Regions from separate parts of the Mus musculus genome. Here region 2 is linked to region 1. The links are chromatin contacts, called in public HiChIP or PLAC-seq maps. All regions are on one chromosome and are shown on one strand. The core of a region is the stretch at or near the end of the contact, and the rest is flanking DNA. Distances in the headings are between cores, read along the strand shown.

Region 1 (5,511 bases), core at 1,492-3,991:
AGCAGTCATGAGAGGAAGAGAGCTAACGTGGGCCAGCCACATCCAAGGCTGCTAAGATGCTGGGTTAGAGGGTGGGGATCAGGACAGCACCAGGCAGATCTACTTTTATAGGAGTGGCTGGGAGCAACTCAGCACTCTGAAAGAAGTGATGCTGGAAACTACGTAGGGGTCAGGTGAGCAAAGCGCATGCGCGGAAGCGATTGTCCAGGACAAGGCCAAAGTGTTTCCTAAGCTACTGGAGAAGTTAACCAAACAGCCTCCTTCTTTCCCGACCCTGCCTCCCTTCCCTCTTTCCTTCTTCTCTTTCTGGGTTCGCTCTTTTTGAGACAGTTTTTCTGTTTAACCCTGGCTGTCCCGGAACTGTCTTTGTAGACCAGTCTGGCCACGAACTCACTAAGATCTGCCCACCTCTGTCTCCGAATTCTGGGATTCAAAGTGTAAACCACCACCAATTGGCTTTCTTTTGCTCTTTTTTGAGCTAGGGTCTAACATTGTAGACTGGAACTCATTATGTGACTCAGGCTGATCTTGAATTCCGTCTTCTGAATGTTGGGCATGCGCTACTTCCAGCCCTCCCCTCTCCTCCTCTTCCTCTTCCCTCCAATTCTCTTCCCTATTCCCTCCTCCCCCCTCCCTTCTACTTCTCTTCATCTTCTTCCCCTTCTCTCCCCTCCCCTCTCCCATTTCCCCTCCCCTCCTCTCCTGTTTTAGTTAGCATTAACTGTCAACACAGCCTAGAATCACCTGGGGGTGGGTGGTGGGGCGAGAGACTCTCAGTGGAGTAAGTGATACTGGGTTGGCCTATGGACACCGGAAGCTGAACCAGCAAGCCTTGTTCCTTCTTCTTGACCTCTCACAGCAACGAACTGTGACCGGCAAAGGTAAGCCAAACGAACCTCTCCTCCCCCAAGTGCTTATAGTCAGGGTCTTCTCACAGCAATGGAAAGGGGCCTGGGTACTCTACTCCTGGGATTGATCCTAGTCCCTCTGCATGCCAGGCAGGTGCTCTGCCACTGCTCCAGCCTCAACTCTCTTTTCAACTTTTTCTTTGTTTGTTTACTTGAGACAGGGTTTATCTGTATAGCCCTGGCTGTTCTGGAACTCCCTCTGTAGATCAGGCTAAGACCCTGTAGATCCAATTAAGAGAGCTGCCTGTTCCTGCCTCCTAAGTGCTGGGATAAAGGCATGCTGTTGCTGTGCCCACCCCCTTGTAAACGTTTTAAACATTCTTACATTGATTGATTGATTGATTGATTGATTGATTGATTGGTTTTTTGAGACAGGGTTTTTCGGTGTAACAGCCCTGGCTGTTCTGGAACTGGCTCTGTAGAGCAGACTGCCTTGAACTCACAGAGATCTACCTGCCTTTACCTCCTGAGTGCTGGGATGAAAGATGCAGGCCACCACTGCTGCCTCTGTCGCCACAACCACACCTGGCACATGGTTTGATTCTTCGAAATTACATTCTAGTAAATTTACTAGGTTGGGATTGAGCATACTCTGGGACCTCAACAAGCCCTGAAATTTAAAATTCTCCAGCCTCAGGCTCTCAAGTAATAAGACTACAGGCTGGACAAACAGGCCTGGAATGTGTTCTTTTCTTTTTTTCTAAAAAAGGTTTATTTAATTTATGTATGTGCCTACATGTGTCTGAAGACACACCAGACATCGGATCCCATTACAGATCTTTGTGAGCCACTATGTGGTTGCTGGGAATTGAACTCAGGACCTCTGGAAGAGCAGTCAGTGCTCTTAACTGCTGAGCCATCTCTCTACCCCCTTTGAAATGTTTTCTTGATTGCCATCCCATCATCTACCTTTGAGGCAGGAAATGATGGGATGGCATCATCTTTACTATCTTTACTATCTGTATACCCCAGAATAGGGGCTGAGGGCACTTTCCTTCACACAGAGATTCTCCTGTACTCCCCAAGCAACCAGATTAGGGGGGCAGGAGACCTGTGTACCTAGGGGGCCCCACTCACCTGTCAAAGTTAAGCTGGCTCCCCTGCAGCAGAAGGGGCCACAGGCCATGTGGGTGACCCTCTCTGTCTGTCTTCCTCTGTTGCTATCTCACTTTGCTGAGCTTCTAGGCCCAGATTGAGGGTAGCAGGAGGTGCTGCCTTTGGGATGGACCAGCTGACAGCCCAGCACACTCCAAGACTCCCTTTGTGCTGGGTGGGGTGGCCAGGCCTTCCCTGGAGATCTTAGCAGTCCAGGGCCAGAGAGCCACACAGCTCCTCATGAAACCTCAAAGCGTTCTTTGTTCTGCGGCTGAGGACCCAACCTTTGGCTGGTTGCTCGGAGGCTGCTGGGAGATTCCCTTAGTGAAAGAAAACGGGGTTTGGATGAAGATCACAAGGAAGTCAGTTCTTTGCTGCTCTCCACTGGAGAGAGGCTCTGGCCACTTCCATTCTGCTGCTGCTGCTGCTGTCTTTGGGAGTGTGGAAGCCAGCTTTTGGTGTAACTCCAGGGAGCCTTGAAATCTATGACACCTGGGCCTGCCCCCACAGGGACTCAGACTGGTAGGGCTGGTGAGACTTCCAATGTGTCATCTGATTTGCGGACCACTGGCTTATACCTGAACTTTACATAGTGACCTCTTCCTGTGATGACAGAGCATTGACGCCCCTCCCCCCACCCCCCAACCCCATCCCTTTTTCCTGGCAGGGAGCTCCACAAGAATCTTTGTTTAGTTAGTGTGAGGCTATACTATTGCTGGAGCTGACTGGAAGCCTCCATTTCCTCGTCTGGAATGCAGGGAGGGCCAGTATTCTTTCCAAATAGTGGTTGCTCTGTTCTGAGCTGCTTGCTGTCTTAAGCGCTTTGTCTGAATTAAGCCACTGGGTCTTCACAGCCCCTAGGAGACAGGTACTGTTACTACTCCTGCATACCAGGCAGGGAAGTAAGAACACAGGAGGCGGTGGGGATCCAGCCCAGGATCCGGGAATCGCCTGGCCTGGGAGACTGCCTGCCTGCCTGATGTTCTCCAAGGGCTGGATGGGCTGCATTGTGCACTGCAAGAGCATCTTCCTCTCACCAGCTGCTAGCATCGTTACTGTTAGCTCCCCACTCCACCCTTCTACCCAGCCTCCCTCCTCTTCCTTTCATTCACCAAACAACAGTGTTCACTACCAACAAGGGTGGCAGATAGGTGGCAGGTGGAGGGGGGAATCTGTAAGTTGAAGGTCAGATGTGACTCTTTCAGATATAGCCTCCCTCATAGAGTCAGGTCTTGGGGGGGGGGGGGCTCCTGCCTATGCTTGTTGAGGTCTCCTTCCCTCTCATTCCTGCCCTTCTGGGTAAAATTCCATATCCCTTGCTTTCTTCTTCCCATGAGGCCCATTGACATTTTGAAATGGGTTTCTCAGCATTTCACCTGACACAAAGCGTGCCCAAAGAGGAAGGACAACAGATGCGGTTGGAGATCAGGGTGGGAAACCTTGGCTTTGGGAACACTGGCTAGCCAGAAAGGCTCACAGCCTAATCCCCACTGCTTTGCACAGCTAAGCTGGTTAGTCAATGCAAGTATTTGCCAGTGGCGGTAGCTACAGGCCAGGAATCCAGGGACAATGTTAGAGGTGGTCACAGTTGTGGGACAAGATGTTGGGAGCAGAGGAAGAGGCATGCAGGCTGAGGGAGGAGTGTGGTGAAGGCTGGGATGTGGAGGAACTAAGATGTCCAGGAGCGAAGGATGTTTGCTGGAGCATGGGACCTGAGCAGAGAGTGGAGATGTAGGGATGAGAGGGTCTGACCTAGAATCTCACGTGACCTGAGGACACGGTGCCTTTGTCTCACAGAATGTCTCACAGAATGGGGTTTCACAAAGAACCTGGAGCCTCCTTGGTAAGTCTTGAAACTAAGATCCAAACCTCTGGCATTTAAATAGAGTAGAAAAGGGGCTGGGGAGATGGCGTGGTGGGTAAAGTGTTTGTGTGAAACTATGAGGACCTGAGTTCAAGCCCCAGAATGGACACAAAGAGAAGCAGGACACAGGGTTTGTAATCCCAGCACTGGGAGGTGAAGACAGGAGGACCCAGCGGCCAGGAAGCTTATCCTAAGCTCCAGGACAGAGAGAGACCCTGTCTTAAGAGGTCCATGACACTTAAAAGCCAACACTTGGAGGTTGTCCCCTGGACTCTATGTGCATGCATATATGTGTCTACACGTCTGCACACATACACAGTAGGAAGCATAAATGCATTGTCTATGGTAGTGGGAAGAGTGGTTTTGTGAGATGGGATCAGAATTTGCTGGTACTGAGGTTTTCAGAACGAGGCTGGGCCCCTACAGAGGATGCCATTCTTACAGAAGGGTGGCTCTGCCAAGGGTCCCTGCATGAAAGAGGCCCATGGCATGCTCTGGGGAACCCCCTGGGCATCTTGTGATGGACTGTCTGGGTACAGAGTGGGAGGGGCTGGAGCTTGCACCTGTGGCTGCTGGCATTTCCCTGAGGCTGCCTGTCGTTTGAAGGCTTAACTGCGACCTGCTGCGGTAGCTCTTGCTGAGTTGCAAAGCATTCGCGGGGGTGGGGGTGAGCGTGCGGACTCTCTGCTTAATTAAAACGGGGAGAAGTTGACTTGAGGGACCTTTACTGGGTTTTGATCTTGGCTCCTGCTCTCTCTGCCGGCTCTCTAACTTGACGGGGAAGAAAGCTTTTTCCTGCTCTTTCTTCTTCAGCCCTTTCCATCTTTCAGAGCCCCGGCAGGTGCTGCTGGGCGTTCTGCCCTCCTCCTCCTCCATCTTGAAAGGGCTGGACTCTGGGTCAGTTGATACACTGGGTACTATTTGTTGGAAGGGGAAGGTTGCCTGGTCATCCACTTCAATGACTGTGGTCTTGACCCCTTCAAGGGTTTTTCAAACCATATCTATCTAGTGTCCCTACAGCATGACATGGCAGGCTCTCATGGCAAATCCAGATAGTTTCTGTGTTGCTTGGCTAAAATGAAAGATACATAGATGTAGGGACCAAGGTCCCATCTGTCACATTCTTTATTACCAATGGCTTGTGAATAAGTTCCCCTAGAACCTCGTTCATTACCTGTAAAACAAGGAGTGGAGGGAGTAGCTGGAGAGTGTTCCTACCGAGGGCTGGACTCTCTTACTAGGGTAATTTGGCTGACCAGATAGACTAGCTGGGTTTGTAGACAAGGTTAAATCTTTCAAATATAATATAGACACAGAAAGTCAAGGTTAAACATCATCCACTGAGTCTGTCATACAGGAAAACACTGAGTGTCTGGCTCTCGGCCCAGAACATATAGATCAGTGTCGTACTTGAGCGGTGTTACCTGGCTGGGTTTATAGCTGAGCTCTCAAGAAAGGTTGTATTAGAATATCTAAAGGATGTGTTCTTGCCTGCCCTTCACTCCACAGAACATGAAGTGTGTTCATAGAAAGCTGTGTGCAGTTGGCTGACCTAGGCCAGAGCGGTGTCCTTCTCCAAGTTCTTCCATTTTTACCCTCTGAGCTTGACTGCAGTGGCAAGCAGGGCAGTTTATGTCAGCTTCA
Region 2 (5,511 bases), core at 2,252-4,751, 240 kb after region 1:
CCCAGGGAAGGGAAGACTGGAAGATCCATGGAGTGCCCTGGGCAGCAGCCACACCGGCTTAAGTGGTGAGCTTCGGCAGTGAGAGAGACCTTGTCTCGAAAGAGGTAGACGGAGGATGGAACGATGATTCAGCAGCGAAGAGCAATTGCTGCTCTGCCAAAGGACTGAGGTTTGGTTTGAGCACTCACAAGGTGGCTCACAACCATCTGTAGCTACAATCCCAGGGTAAAATGGCACCCTTTCTATCCTCTTTAAGTACCAGGCACTATATATATATATATATATATATATATATATATATATATCCCCAGGACAATGTTCCTGGGCACTACAACCCAAGGTTGTCCTTTAACCTCCTAATATACTTGCATTCATACCTTCATACAGATGTGCATATTTTCATGTACACACACACAGTCACTGTTTTTCTTGCACATACACACACACACACACACACACACACACACACACACACACATATATATACATATATATATATATATATATATATATATATATACATATATATGGCTGGAGAATAAAGCCTGGAGAAGCATTGTATTAGTATTAATACATGAAAGAAGCCAGTTAGTAGAGAAACACCAGATGCTCTTCCCCACCTGGGTTTCATACAACAAGCAGAGCATGCCTCAAAAAGTATATGCTATACCAACCAGGGAAAGGTGGATATTATGTCAGTGTCCTATAACTGGTCGTATGGTTCACGGCCTGGTGCCTTGGGGAATTCCTTCCCACCTCCTAGCCCACTCCCACCCTCAGAGTGCTTTCCCTTAATAAACTGCCTCTCTTTCTATGCCTAACCATGGGTCCCTGGGGGCAATTCTTGGCTGTGAGACCCAAGAACCTGGATACTTCAGCAGCTGCCCCACGACTCACATCCACACTGAGAACAAGTATCAATGTGTGCCGTGTGCATAAATGAATGTGTGCATTTGCACACAGGGTGGGGCATGTCTACACATATGTGCAGGTGCATTTCAAGGTCCCAGGTTGACATCGGGAGTCGTCTTCTGTGGTTCTCTCAGTGGAACCAGAGCTCACTCATAATGGTTGATTTAGCTAGATGGCTTGCTCTGAGGATTCTCTGCCTCTGCCTACCGAGCAGCAGATTTATAGACCACTGCCACACACACACACACACACACACACACACACACACACACAGGTCCTTGTGCCTGCTCAGAAAGCACCTTCCTCACTGAGACACTACTATCATAAAGCTCAAAGGCGTATGTTTTCCATCCCATCATGCACTATGGGTCCATCCCTGTGTCATCACAGGATCTTTACCAACTGTACATCCTGACATTCTATAGAGGCAGTGTTTACTTTGCTGTGCTCAGTGTTGGAGAAATAGCTGGATCTCAAACTCAATGACTATAAACAATGCAGCAATTAACATCCCTGGCCATGACCTACTCAAACGGTTCAGAATCTCGCTGAGCTTCAGTCTGAAATGAGATGATAGATGTAAGGTGTCCGGAAAAGACATGATTGACCAAGGATGCTGGAGAACATTAAGACGGAAAGTAAAAACAATAGTATGTGTCTTATTTTGCCCTTGAGACAGAATTAGCCCAGGTTAGCCTTTAGTTCACCACGTAGCTGAGACTACTTTTGATCAATTTCGTAATGCCTACTGCCTCTACAGTAGACAATGCACCACTCTGACCAGGTGACGGCAAAACTGCTTTTAAATACATGTATGTCTTCCTCAAGATTTAGGTTTATACTTTGCAAGTTTCTAGTTATATTTGGTAGATAATTTGCTTTGCCCTTAGAACCACCCTGCCCAGATGCCCTCTGCAGGCTGACACACTCACTGTGTCCCAACTGCTGTGTGAACTGACAGCAAAAGTCTCAGAGTGGCCCCAACTGCTGTCTGCAAAACTGTCATTGGCCTAAGGAACCAGTTAGGTTGGATGTATCTGGAATGTCAGTTCCCCACTACCACTAACACAGCCACAGCCACCAGACAGTGGCTATAGAATGCATAAGACAGCTTTCTTGCCCCAGTGGGACCATCATTCATATTGCAAATCTCCAGTGCAGAAGTGGGAAAAGCCTAGCTTCAACAGAGGCCTCTCTTCGTCGTCTGCTTCCTTCGAGTTTATTCAAGCTTCTTGCCCAGAGTTTCTTTCAAGCCATTTGCAGGAGATTCCATGTTTTGAGTGATTCCATCCTCAGAATAATTCCTGGGGAAGAGCATGAAGTTAAGACAATGGCCCTCATGTCAAGCCCAGCAGCACTGGAGCGGGGTATAGGGGCGAGCGGTGAGATGCTATCGGAAGGTTGTCTATCTCATAACTTCCTGCTTAAAATACCCTCAAACAGATACGCAGCAGATGCCCTTATCCAGCCAAATAGGAGCCTGTGAGCCACTGAATGGCCAACAGCAAGCCAACACTGGGTGGAGAACACGATGCCCCATGACCCTGCACAAAGAGAGGCCAAACAAGCCACCTAAACAGGACCTAAGAAAGCCAAGGCGCTTTGCAGGGCTGACAGGCTAAAGGCAAACAGAGATATCATCAGGACAAAGTTCAGAGCAGGGCCAAGGTGAAAAGTGAACTGTCTGACCCGGGTTCATAAGCATCAGCTGGACAAGGACATGCATTGATACTAGAGCCACCTGATGCTCTCCCAGTACAAACAATAATAACCAAAACACCTGGTACCGCCTTTGCGTGGATAAGCCAGTGTCTTTAATCTCTTCCTTCCTTCCTTTCTTTCTTTTCCCCTTGATGACTGAAGTACCCACTCTGTGGGGCCTTCTGCTAGAGCCACACTGGTAATAGTGACAAGACTTTGATGTCCCCCTCATTCAACAGAATGTTGTTTAGTTCAAAGTGAGGAACAGAGGCAATTCTTTGCTTTTAAATTATTAGCTCCCTAAGTCTTCTGTAATGATATAGTTTGACTGAAGTGCGCAGTTTATTAACTACATAAAGACGACATTATCAGAGCGGAGAAAGGCCGCTGCGAGTTTTGCCTTTCAGCCTAGCAGCAGGGGTTTCTGACACTTTGATCTGCATCAATGCTAAATGTCTTTGTGAGATAGAGGGAGCGGGCTGAAATTATCTTTGGCAGGGTGGTAGCATCAATTATTCAAGCCCTTTTCCTTATGAATTAAAGTGTTCTTCAACTTCTACCCCACTTGTGGGCCCGGGTGGGGTTTTTTCCCCCTTTTATTGTTGTTTTTCTAGTCAGGAAAGGCACTCGGAATAAATCTCCAGGCAATCGCTACTCATACTCCGGCTGACCTTTGAAAATCCACATCTCCTCCTTCCTAATTGCTCTCTCCACCCTCAGTTCCCGGCCTTGGTCTTCTCTGAGGTGACCCAAAGGACTGTTGAGAGAAAAGGGCACCATTGTCTCCACTGGGCTTCCTGCCAAAACGGTCAGCAGAGACCAATGAAGGAGCCTCTTGACAAGAAGTGTCCGTTTGAAACTCAGTGAAGCAGAGGCACCCACACGCCACTCGAAGCCCTTCTGGATGCCCTCGGCAACACGCTGGCTCCCGGTGAACAGCTCCATTCTCAGATTGCCAGTGTGATCCTGAACATGGTGCCTTCCGGGATGTGATCTTGAGGCTATTATGGACTAACATCCAAGAGTGAGCCATCAAAATAAACCAGGAAGGTATATTAGGGAAGGGAAGACTGGAGGGGAGGGGAGGGGGAGAGGGGAGGGGAGGGGAGGGGAGGGGAGTCAGAGTGCATTGGTGTTCAGTTATTCCCTCAATAGCTGCAGGGAAACGGTCCTAGAAACCCCTCCCCCCAAGATACCAAAATCTATTAGTGTTCAAGTCCCATATACACTTGCTATGATTCCAGTTTGCTCTTTTTGTTTTTGTTTTGTTTTGTTTTTATTTTGTGAGGACTTGTTCTGAGCCTTGTCCCCTAAATAATGTAGTGTGCAGTCTGCACAGAGCCTACACACATCTTTCAAACCCTTAAGTAAGCCGAACCCATCTCTATGGTCAGCTTATAAAAGCTAAAACTGCAAAAGCCACAATGAGCACATAGACAGATGCTGGAAGTGCTGCCCAGTGGTTGGCCCTGACTCCAGCCATTTTAGACATAACAGTTCATGTTGACCTTTAATGCGATGGGTCCTGTGTGAAGCTTACAGTTGTGGAATTTCTTAAGATTAACAAACCTCTTAACATAGAGAACCCAACAGGGTATGTGGTCAGCATGACCCTGCTCTGAGTCAAGTTATTTTTTCTACATCAATGACTAGCAGGCATATTACAGCAACAATATGAAATAGCTGTCAGGCATGGAACAAAATGGCTGTAGCTATGCTCAGGGGTGAGCCTTAACAACACAATATACCTTGGTCATATTTGTCGTGCTCAATTTGTGTTGCCTGACTCCTCCTGAGCATGCGTCCTGCTCTGGTGGGTGGTTGATATACTCACTCTCCCTCCATTGAAAAATACTCATTTTTTTCCTTCCACGGCAGAGATCACTTGGGAATAGCTTCTTGGCTAGGGGTAGGATTTCATTACCCACAGCCACACCCAACCTGTACTGGGATTTCATCTGGCTTGAGCTTGTTCGAGACTTGCGAATGTTGTCCCAGTTTCTGTGAGTTCATCTGCCCTGTTACATCTGGAAAACTGTTTTCATCCACACCTCTGTCTGGCCCATACATCTCAGTTACATCTAATTCCTAACCTAACATAAATGCTACATAAGAGCGTGTCCACCGTGCTGCCCAGGGAATAATGGCAAAGAGGGAAATTCTGTGCCTGTCCAACAGGTTCGGTTGTTTTCTGAATGCTTTCCAGTTTGGGACTAGTTGGATCTACATATGCAGAATCAGCAGAGAGCGCTGACTGCCCTGGGCTGAGCATGGTTTCTGGACACTTCGGTTTTGGATCACTAATCTTATCCCATTCCTGTCCTTGCACTTGTGGGAAACAGCCCTGGAAGGTACTAAAGCTTAGCGAGGGGCTGAAGAGAGGAGGCAGGAAGTGAGAAAGCTAGCAAGGTGGGTACTGTAGACTCCTCCATGACGGGGGGGGGGGGTCACTAGAGATGAGTCTCAGAAGGGTGTTGATCCTCAAACTCAGCCCTCTGTTGAGTAGGATCTAGCCTAGGCATGAGGCCTCTAGGTCTAGACATCAAAAATACCAAATGTGCATATGTGGCCAGAGTCGGCCCTCAGGCAGAAAGACAGGGCACAGAACATCCCTGTCACACTGAAGGGGAGTGATAACCATTATCTTCTAATGACCCCAACCTGTGAGCACAGTGATGCCCTTTACATATACCAAAGGGAAGCCATTCATTGAAATGTCATGTTAGGTGTATGTCTCAGGATTTCCACTGCTATAAAAAGACGCCATGACCAAGGCAACTCTCAGAAAGAACAATATTTAATTGGGGCTGGCTTACAGTTTCAGAGGTTTAGTCCATTATCATCATGGCTGGAAAGCATGGCAGCATCCAGGCAGATGAGAGTTCTACATCTTGATCT

Evidence for each region. HiChIP or PLAC-seq counts read pairs in DNA pulled down with a chosen protein or histone mark.
Region 2: an H3K27ac HiChIP or PLAC-seq map of stem cell-derived neural progenitor cells shows a contact between it and region 1, with 5 times the contacts expected there. The contact joins two enhancer-like sites. A contact is called at or near these places in 1 of 115 datasets of contacts at active chromatin or transcription factors (stem cell-derived neural progenitor cells) and 1 of 9 other capture datasets (embryonic stem cells).

Annotation. Positions count from the first base shown.
Region 1 is chr11:108,971,335-108,976,845 of GRCm38.p6, forward strand. No RefSeq gene overlaps it. Among named protein-coding and RNA genes, the nearest start is that of Gm36876, 6.6 kb to the right of the region's middle. Within about 2 kb of position 2,742, at least 29 of the 459 cell types and tissues checked have an H3K27ac peak or open chromatin away from gene starts, as enhancers often do. A contact at or near this core is called in stem cell-derived neural progenitor cells, where this site is marked.
Region 2 is chr11:109,207,525-109,213,035 of GRCm38.p6, forward strand. No RefSeq gene overlaps it. Among named protein-coding and RNA genes, the nearest start is that of Gm39440, 9.2 kb to the right of the region's middle. Within about 2 kb of position 3,502, at least 17 of the 459 cell types and tissues checked have an H3K27ac peak or open chromatin away from gene starts, as enhancers often do. A contact at or near this core is called in stem cell-derived neural progenitor cells, where this site is marked.